Linked DNA regions of Danio rerio: region 2 is linked to region 1. The links are chromatin contacts, called in public Hi-C maps. All regions are on one chromosome and are shown on one strand. The core of a region is the stretch at or near the end of the contact, and the rest is flanking DNA. Distances in the headings are between cores, read along the strand shown.

What was found. Hi-C and Micro-C count contacts between places; a contact is called where the count stands out from the background.
Region 2: a Hi-C map of an unstated tissue shows a contact between it and region 1, with 2.9 times the contacts expected there. The contact joins the promoter of mid1ip1b here to the enhancer-like site in region 1. A contact is called at or near these places in 2 of 18 Hi-C or Micro-C datasets (caudal fin and an unstated tissue).

Annotation. Positions count from the first base shown.
Region 1 is chr22:10,913,180-10,917,251 of GRCz12tu, forward strand. It overlaps a transcript of sgsh not described here. Among named protein-coding and RNA genes, the nearest start is that of bcor, 120 kb to the left of the region's middle. Within about 2 kb of position 1,947, at least 40 of the 62 cell types and tissues checked have an H3K27ac peak or open chromatin away from gene starts, as enhancers often do.
Region 2 is chr22:11,088,418-11,092,460 of GRCz12tu, forward strand. It overlaps mid1ip1b (MID1 interacting protein 1b), which reads right to left and starts at 2,478. Exons shown (of 2, transcript NM_200832.2): 1 at 2,345-2,478; 2 at 1,265-2,014. The coding sequence starts at 1,759. The coding sequence ends at 1,316. It also overlaps a transcript of sgsh not described here.

The DNA of each region.
Region 1 (4,072 bases), core at 697-3,196:
AATTTGAAATTCATTTGACATGTTTACTGTAACAAAGCATTTAAAATGTTTATAAAAATACAATATATTGTGTTCAAAGTGGAAAAAAGCTGTTGCTTTTTACCCAGACATTTAAAAAGAATATATTTTAGAGCAGTAATTACAATACTGTTCAGACCATCAGAGTCTTATACCAGCCCATGCCTACTTTGTTTACACTTTGTCTGTGCATGTTGAATGTTTGATTTCTCTTTGCGGAAAGAGAAAACGGTTCCTGTGTAAGACATGTACTCAGGTGCAGAATATGGCTCTTGCTTCAGGTAAAGTCTACATCGGATATGCGGCTGACGGGAAGTGTGATTATGCACATTAATATAGCAGCATTTTTAATGACACTGTATAACAGTAATTCATATTTTTACACTGTGATGGTTGGGTTTAGGGTTGGGGTGGAAGTAGGCGTTAAAAAATACAATTTATTGGGTAATTTAATAAATAACATGAATAATAATCTGTACAACTACTGTTTTTACATTACTGTGATGGTTAGGTTTAGGGTTGGGGTAGGCATTAAAAAATAAAATTTATTGGGTAATTTAATAGAAACATAAATAGCATTCAATACAACTACTGTTTTTACAGTACTGTGATGGTTGGGTTTAGGGTGGTTAAAAAATACAATTTATTGGGTAATTTATTGGACAACAAATAATCTGTACAACTACTGTTTTTACAATACAGTGAAGGTTGGGTTTAGGGTTGGCGTGGAGTTAGACATTAATAAAACACAATAAATGGGAAGTGTAATAAATATAAATAATTCTGGTTAACTTCCGGCCGCAAACGTATCCGATCTAGCAACGATCTTGCTTCAGTCCGTTTGCTGTATTTACAAGCAGCTTTTTGGTCCAGATGTGATCCAACACGAGGCAACAAAACAGTTGTGTGTTGTTGGTGCTAGTTGTTTGGCGTCGGCTTGGTGTCCCGGGACTAAAAGATCCAGAATTGGGAATGTGATATTGCATTTGACAAATTTGTGGACATTGGCAAACAAAATTCAATGATTTATTGAAACAGAAAGAATTTAGAACTCCAGAATATTTAGAAACGAATAGTGATGGTGAAAGGCAGAAAAATATTAAGGTGCACCCCTTACGATTCTATTCCATTTTTAAAAATAGTACTTTCCAAATTCCAAAAAGTAATGATGCACTTTAATACCTGGATGGTACTCTCATTTGATTTTGTTATTCCCTAGTTAAAGTTGATTTGTTGTACTGTTTATTTATGAAATGAAGGGGACTTCAATGATGGATGACAAAATAACCTTTTAAAGTTCCTAATTTTAATAAAAATAAGTGCATATTTCTTGATTCGCTCTCATAAGCAGGCGCAACCTATTCCTGAAGTCAAACCTCTAGAAAATCAAGCGGCCTGATCACGTCATGTGGCTAACCAGCCAGTGCTGTTTTTTTCCTGTGGCATTAAAGCCCGTCATGGCCAGGGGTAATATTTTAACACCATGACTCTTTCCCCCGACATATACACACACACACACTCGCAATCATAGTGCAGAAAAAAGCAGCCCTGCGCTGCGTGCATGTCTATGTGTGTGCGAGAGAAAAACAGTGCTGCCGCTGAACAATCAGCAGTCCTCCGCGTGTCTCTCTCTCTGGGCGGCGTCATGGCAACGGAACAGCTTCAATTAGAGGAGAAGAAAGCGTTTCCCCTCGGCATGGCATTGGAGAGAGAGCCGAGTGTCAACGAGCACGGGAAGGGAGGGAGAGTGCCTGTGTGTGTGTGTGTGTGTGTGTGTGTGTGTATTTGTGTGTGTGTGTGTGTGTGTGAAAAAGATTGCGAGCAGGAGGGAGGCAGAGAAAACGAGCACCGGGGAGACGTGTGTGAGGCTGAGATTGCGAGAGGGAAAAGGAGCGTGTCTGAGTGTGTATGTGTGTGCGCACAGGCTACAGATTGCAAGGAAGCAAGCCAGAGAGACAAAGCAAGCGAGTGAGATTGAGAGGGAGGGGAAAGCGTGTGTGTGTGTGTGTGCCGGAGCAGCCAGAGACAGACAGTGTTTTGCCTGCGTTAGCGCAGCTAATGAAAAATGAATGAACCCACGGGAGAGAAGGGGAGAGAGAGAGAGATACGGAAAGATGGAGCAGTAGTTTAGCGCTTGCACTGCTTCCGCAGGGCTGTAAGTGTTTGGAAGGGCTGGAAAGAGGAGCTGGTGTTGCTCGGGGTCAAGAGGTTAAGGCCACTTGCGTATACTTGCAGGTGCACAGGTGTGTTGTTGCTTTGGTGGAAGCAAAGTGATTGAGTTACCTTCAAAAGCAGATGTCGTTAGCTGTAAATGTTGAGATTTTACTATCATTAACTTTGGTCTGGAAGGTTTTTGTTTTCAAGCATTTGCTCTGCCATGACCCTAGACCTGAAAGTGAAATCTTGGTCTGTTCAAGTCTTATTGGATAAATCATATTTATGTGTTGAATCTACACGAACACCACTACAAAGTAGTAACCATGAATGAGAACATTTTCTTTAACTTCAAGTTTCTGAGTTTAGGGGCATGTCAGTGGGAAACATTGTAGAATCACTAATCCAGGGATGCCAAACTCGATCCTGAAGTGCAGGTGTCCTGCAGATTTTAGCTTCGACCCCAGGTAAACACACCTGAACTAGCTAATCAAGCTTTATCTAGGTATCCTAATAACTTCCAGGCAGGTGTGTGGAGGCAAGTTGGTCCCTCCAGGACCAAGTTTGGCCACTAATCTATAATGCCTCATTCACATTAGCAGTGACTTTGTAGCTGCCTGTCGCTCTGAATGTTGACCTGCTGCAAATGCAGGTCTGCGTAGCTATATACAGCACAGACAATACAACCGGCCTCTGAGCGAGCTGAGAGGCTCTCTACTGGTGCTCCTATTGGCTGTCGCTCAAGAAAAACCCTCTTCATTTGCATGAAGTTGAAGGATTCTAAACTTTGTTGCGTCACTCCACACACCCACCTGGTCACCAACAGTAGGTGGTCGCCAGAAGTCGTTCGTTCTTCATAGAAAAAAAACAGTCGCTTGTCGATTTGCCGCTATGAGTCTCTCGTAGTGTGAAAGGCATAATAGAGAATTATATATAGCATTATATATTCTATCACAGGGATCAAAAACATGGTGCCCGCGGGCACCAGGTAGCCCATGAGGATCACATGAGTTGCCCGTGGGCCTGTTATAAAATTAGTTTACCATAGCACCACATACCAGTAAGCTGCTTCTATTTATTGTAGCTATTCTTTTTAAATCACACTTGCATTGGTTGATATGTATCCGTTTTCAATCATTGTTGACAACTATTGTGAGAAATCATTCACATGATCAGTGTCTTCACATAGATGAATATCATTAATTATTAATAACATGTAATTAAAAGTAAATTGAGCAAATTTGTTATTAGGAAGTGTGTATCAAAATGGTAGCCCTTCACATTAAACGATACCCAAGAAGTAGCTCTCAGTTTCCAAAAGGTTCTTGACCCCTGTTCTATCATATGTAGATCAGTGGAGGGAATTAATAAACGCAAAGTCAACAATTTTGGGTTGTCATAACAAAACACAATTGTTACAAAATCTCTGCTTTTCGTTTTCTGTAAACCGAGTTAACAAACCCTACTCAATATATCTGTGTAATTTATGAAAAAGTAGGTACCAGACCATATAGTCCTGACAAAAATGACTTGAACACACCTGACATTGTTATTACAATTTTTTCGACTGGTAAGCAGGGGCGCCGCTGGCCAGTACGGGCCCTATGACAAATGAAAGTGAAAAGCGGGGGGGTTGGGGTGGTTTCTGGTGGGTCCCTAATAGTATCTCTAATAGTAATAGTCCTAACTCATCCCCAACAACCCACCCTCCCACCAACACGCTAATATTCTGACAAAAATATTTCCAGGCCACACCAAATTCACACTACTGTAGGCTGCGTCCAAAATCTCCAGTAGGTGTTTTTCTAAAACAAGCAATTATATTGTGACAGTTTTAAAAGTTTGTTTTGTATTGTATTAATTAAATGTCATGCGACTTGACTAACAGTTGACCACTGCT
Region 2 (4,043 bases), core at 1,228-3,727, 180 kb after region 1:
AGACCTCCCTATAGAGTTCAAGTGATCTTGAAGACACTGATTAGTTTGTTCAGGTGTGTTTGACTAGTGTTGGAACAAAACTCTGCAAGGACACCGGCCCTCCAGGATCAAGTTTGCCCATCCTTGGTTTAGCATCAAAACTAAACTAAACATATTTTGTCTTGCGCACAGATTTCTATATAATTTGTTTACATTTGACATTTTGTTTACTGTAAAGATCTTTAACAATTCAGGTGAAATATTTATTGGATTACAGGACTTTACCGTGAAATTTTTGCTTGATTCAGCAGTCTTAGGCAAATCTAAACTCTTTTATTGACATTTATAAATCCCCCACAAAACATGTTACTAGCCTAAAACAAGACCTCAGGCATTGGGAAATGAATCCTTTAGTTTTGAAGACTCAACATTAGTCTCTTGAGGGGTATTAAGCCAGTGTGGGCTGCTTAGATTAGAGACGTCCGTCATTAAGTGCAGCTCAAGCAGTGACTCAGCAGCACCAATCGGAAAAATGCACTGCAGGTGCTCAGCTCTTTCAGACGTTGCCAGGTCTTAATTTAATGTGCCTGATCCCTCTGCGGACCTCAGCAGCAGCTGCGCGCGCCAACACAGCCTAGTGTTTGCTGAGCTCAATAAGACAAGCGCACTAGACGTACTGTATAGTGATATTTCGCAAGGACATCCTGGAAGGGAATGATTCATTGTTAATCATGAGTTTTAGTGTTACTAATAAATCACACATTTGAGTAAACAGTTGCATTTATAAAATGTTTATTTTAGGGACCATAGAAAAAAATACACGACAACTTTTTCCTTCTAGACATTTAACAACAGTAACTATGACGCAATCTCCAGGAATCTCTCAACATCCGTAGGATCTATCATGCGATTCCATCATCGATTGGGAAGTCATGATGTACCAGCGGCTGTTGAGCGCAGAACTGTGCACTTTTTATTACATAATTAGGGGTTTTAATTCTGACTCCAGCCCGTTAGAAGCAACACTATTACAACTGCCAAAACGGTCCATGAAATATCTTTTGCATATCTTTTGAAGTGTTTGCTTATTTAAATAAGTCGCATTAAATTTCAAAAGCTAGTATCCAGGTTGTGCAAACAATATCAAGGGATGTTAGCAGGGGAATTAAGGGTGCTTATGAACCGGCATCGAGCACTAGTCTTTTTCGATCCGGGGAATTAAAGATGCATGGAAACCACGAGGGGCCCATTTGGCTTCAACCCCTGCTGCACCCTTGTGATTTTTTTTTTTTTTTTTTTTTTTGCGGTCCAACGGCGTTGTAAACTTCAGTTCGTCTCAATTCCCACAGCCACCAATTCCAATTTCTTGTTTGTACCTGTTTGTTAAAGTGTTCGCTTTTCTAGTGAGCTTCGCCAGTACTGTGTGTAGTCCGCTTAGATGATAATGAAACAGCTTTTCCAAGTCCTTATCGTTTGGTTCGATGCGAGACACCTCCAGGGATGTCGTCGTCACGCCATGTTTCTCCTTACGCCTCTCTTCGGCTTGAAGTACACCCCATTCAATATCATTCCTGATTGATTTGAGGAGCACATAAGAGCCATACATGTCTCCATCCTGGAAAGAGGTTACCTCTTTCTCCTCTTCCTGATCCAACGGGACGTCCCTCAGCAAACTTGGCACCATGACCGTCTGGTCCATGTTGTTCACGGCGCCGATAAACCGGTTCATGGCATTGAAGAGAGAGTTTTTTTGGTTGTAGGAGTCGCAGATTTGCATCATCTTTGCTGTCCTATTGACCTGGAGGGCTTAAATGCAGAACAAAGCTTTCGTTAAACGCAGCCGTTTTTCTTGAGCTGGGTGGTCCAGATAGCTTAAACAGAAGGTTTATCCGCTATTATTTGTGTCCAGACAGTGCTCGGATCCCTGTGCGCTTCAGTAGAGTAAGTTTCTGAAAGCGCAGGTGGATTTAAAGCATGGGTGTGGCTTCAATACGTCAATCAAACGTGTAACCAGGTCGTAACCGGATAATGTGACCTGAAATAACAGAAGCATGATAGATTAGACGGGAAGCACACAATATTACATAATCAAGATGAATATCAGAGTGAAAATATCAATGAGGTAGAGTGGAAGAGAGATACAAAGATCAGACTTACTAATCACTAAATAACGTCTACTAAATGATTAGGAATTAAATTGTTGTACTATTTTTAATATTACAGTCGGTTTACATTGACATGTGCCTTAAGAATACATCATGAACGCGCATCATTCGCTTCCTACCACTCCTTGCTAAAGGAAAGCCGGCCGGCAAACTAACCGTCTATCGAATTTAAGAAACAACACAGGCTTCTCAAAACCCACCTTTTCTGGTATTTGACCTCTGTTAAATCCTGAAATGCCCGGCAAAGTCCAAGAAAACCGGCGATAAAGTCGCTGATAGATAACAGACTCGTCTAGCAACGGCGCGAGGGTGAGGCCGCATGTAGCTCTCCGGCACTTATGAATATTCATGAGCGAGGCATCAGCCCACAACCGCTCAGCCGCTCTGCACCAATCAGAGGCCAGTCGCTGAGTTCATCCAGGAGGACGGCGCCTTTCAACAGCCAATCAGAGGGCACAATGGGAGTCTGGCACCGTGCCAAGGCTGCAGCTCACGGTCAAAGACACGACAGTGTGAGAGAGAGAGAGGGGTAGTCTATGAGGGAACTACCGGACTGATGAAAGCACCTCGAGCATTGCGTGTTGACTGCATATTTATAACCTCGGAAGTTCTGCGTTCATTATATTTCACATTTTATAGCCTATATTGTGTTTAGACTTAATATTTACAGCAGATATAAACTATTCGAAGATTTCTGGTGCTTTTTGACGTCTACTCGCTTTACGCGAGCTATGGAAAACAAATTAGACCACTTGACCATTCTCACTGGCTGTTGATCTAGTTGCATTTGATTAAAATGGAGCCGAAACATTGATAATATTCCTATTATTTAGATATTAATTGTAGATCTAATATCTACAATTAGAAATTTTACTATTACTTTCAAAATATTTGCAAAAAAAATCATGTTTTCAGATTTCTATTAGTTTTTAGACTAAGGGGGTGGGCCACTCACAACACAAAAACACAAAAGATTGATTCATTTTCACTATTTTTTTCTCTTTTGTGTATTGTTTCTAGCATGATAACTGAATATCTATTTAATTTTGTCGTGTTCATTTTTTATACATTATCAATATATATTTACTTACATTTCCCCTTATATTTGGTGGAATAACCGTGATTTTGACCACATTGTATAACATGTAATAGTAAAAAAATGCTGTAAATTACCATATTTTATCGGAATTTTAGAAGAAATGTTTTAGACATTCATAGAATAAAACAAATATTAACATCTTTTTCAGACTCACCCAATGAATCCTGGAAAAGCCAGAGAAAGCGACAGTTTCAGGTGGTCCCCCCTTTGATATTTCAAATGAATGAATGCTCAAAGGTAAAACACGAGGAGACTTGTGTATGCAAAGCTTTCACAGATCAGTGGAACTATGCAAATGTAAACTTGCATGTATTATGTAATATGTATAATGACTCTAGGGAAAAGGGTGAAAGTCAAAAATCAAAGAAAAAACACCACCATGCATAAAAAGTATTTTTAGGCTGTTGCTTTGAGTAATAGATACCCTACGAAAAGAACTATATTTTACTTCAAATAATACAAAATAATAAGCTAGTTTAAAACTCAACTTAGAGAGATTGTTGGTTTCAATTTAAGATGTTGAGTTTTACTAATATATATTGTGAAACTCAACATCTTAAGTTAAATTAACGAATCTCTCACAACACAACACAAACACAAGTTCACCAGCTGCCTTGAAGATGTAAGTTTAACCAAGTAAGAAGTTTTACAGTGAGCTACATGGTTATTAAAACTGCATAAATGACGATTAATCATAAGAAAACATGCTAGCCTAAACTAATTTTGGCAGCCCTGTTATAATAAAAATATAGTTTGTTTTGTAAAATAGCCAAATAAGTACATTCATGTATTCATTTTCT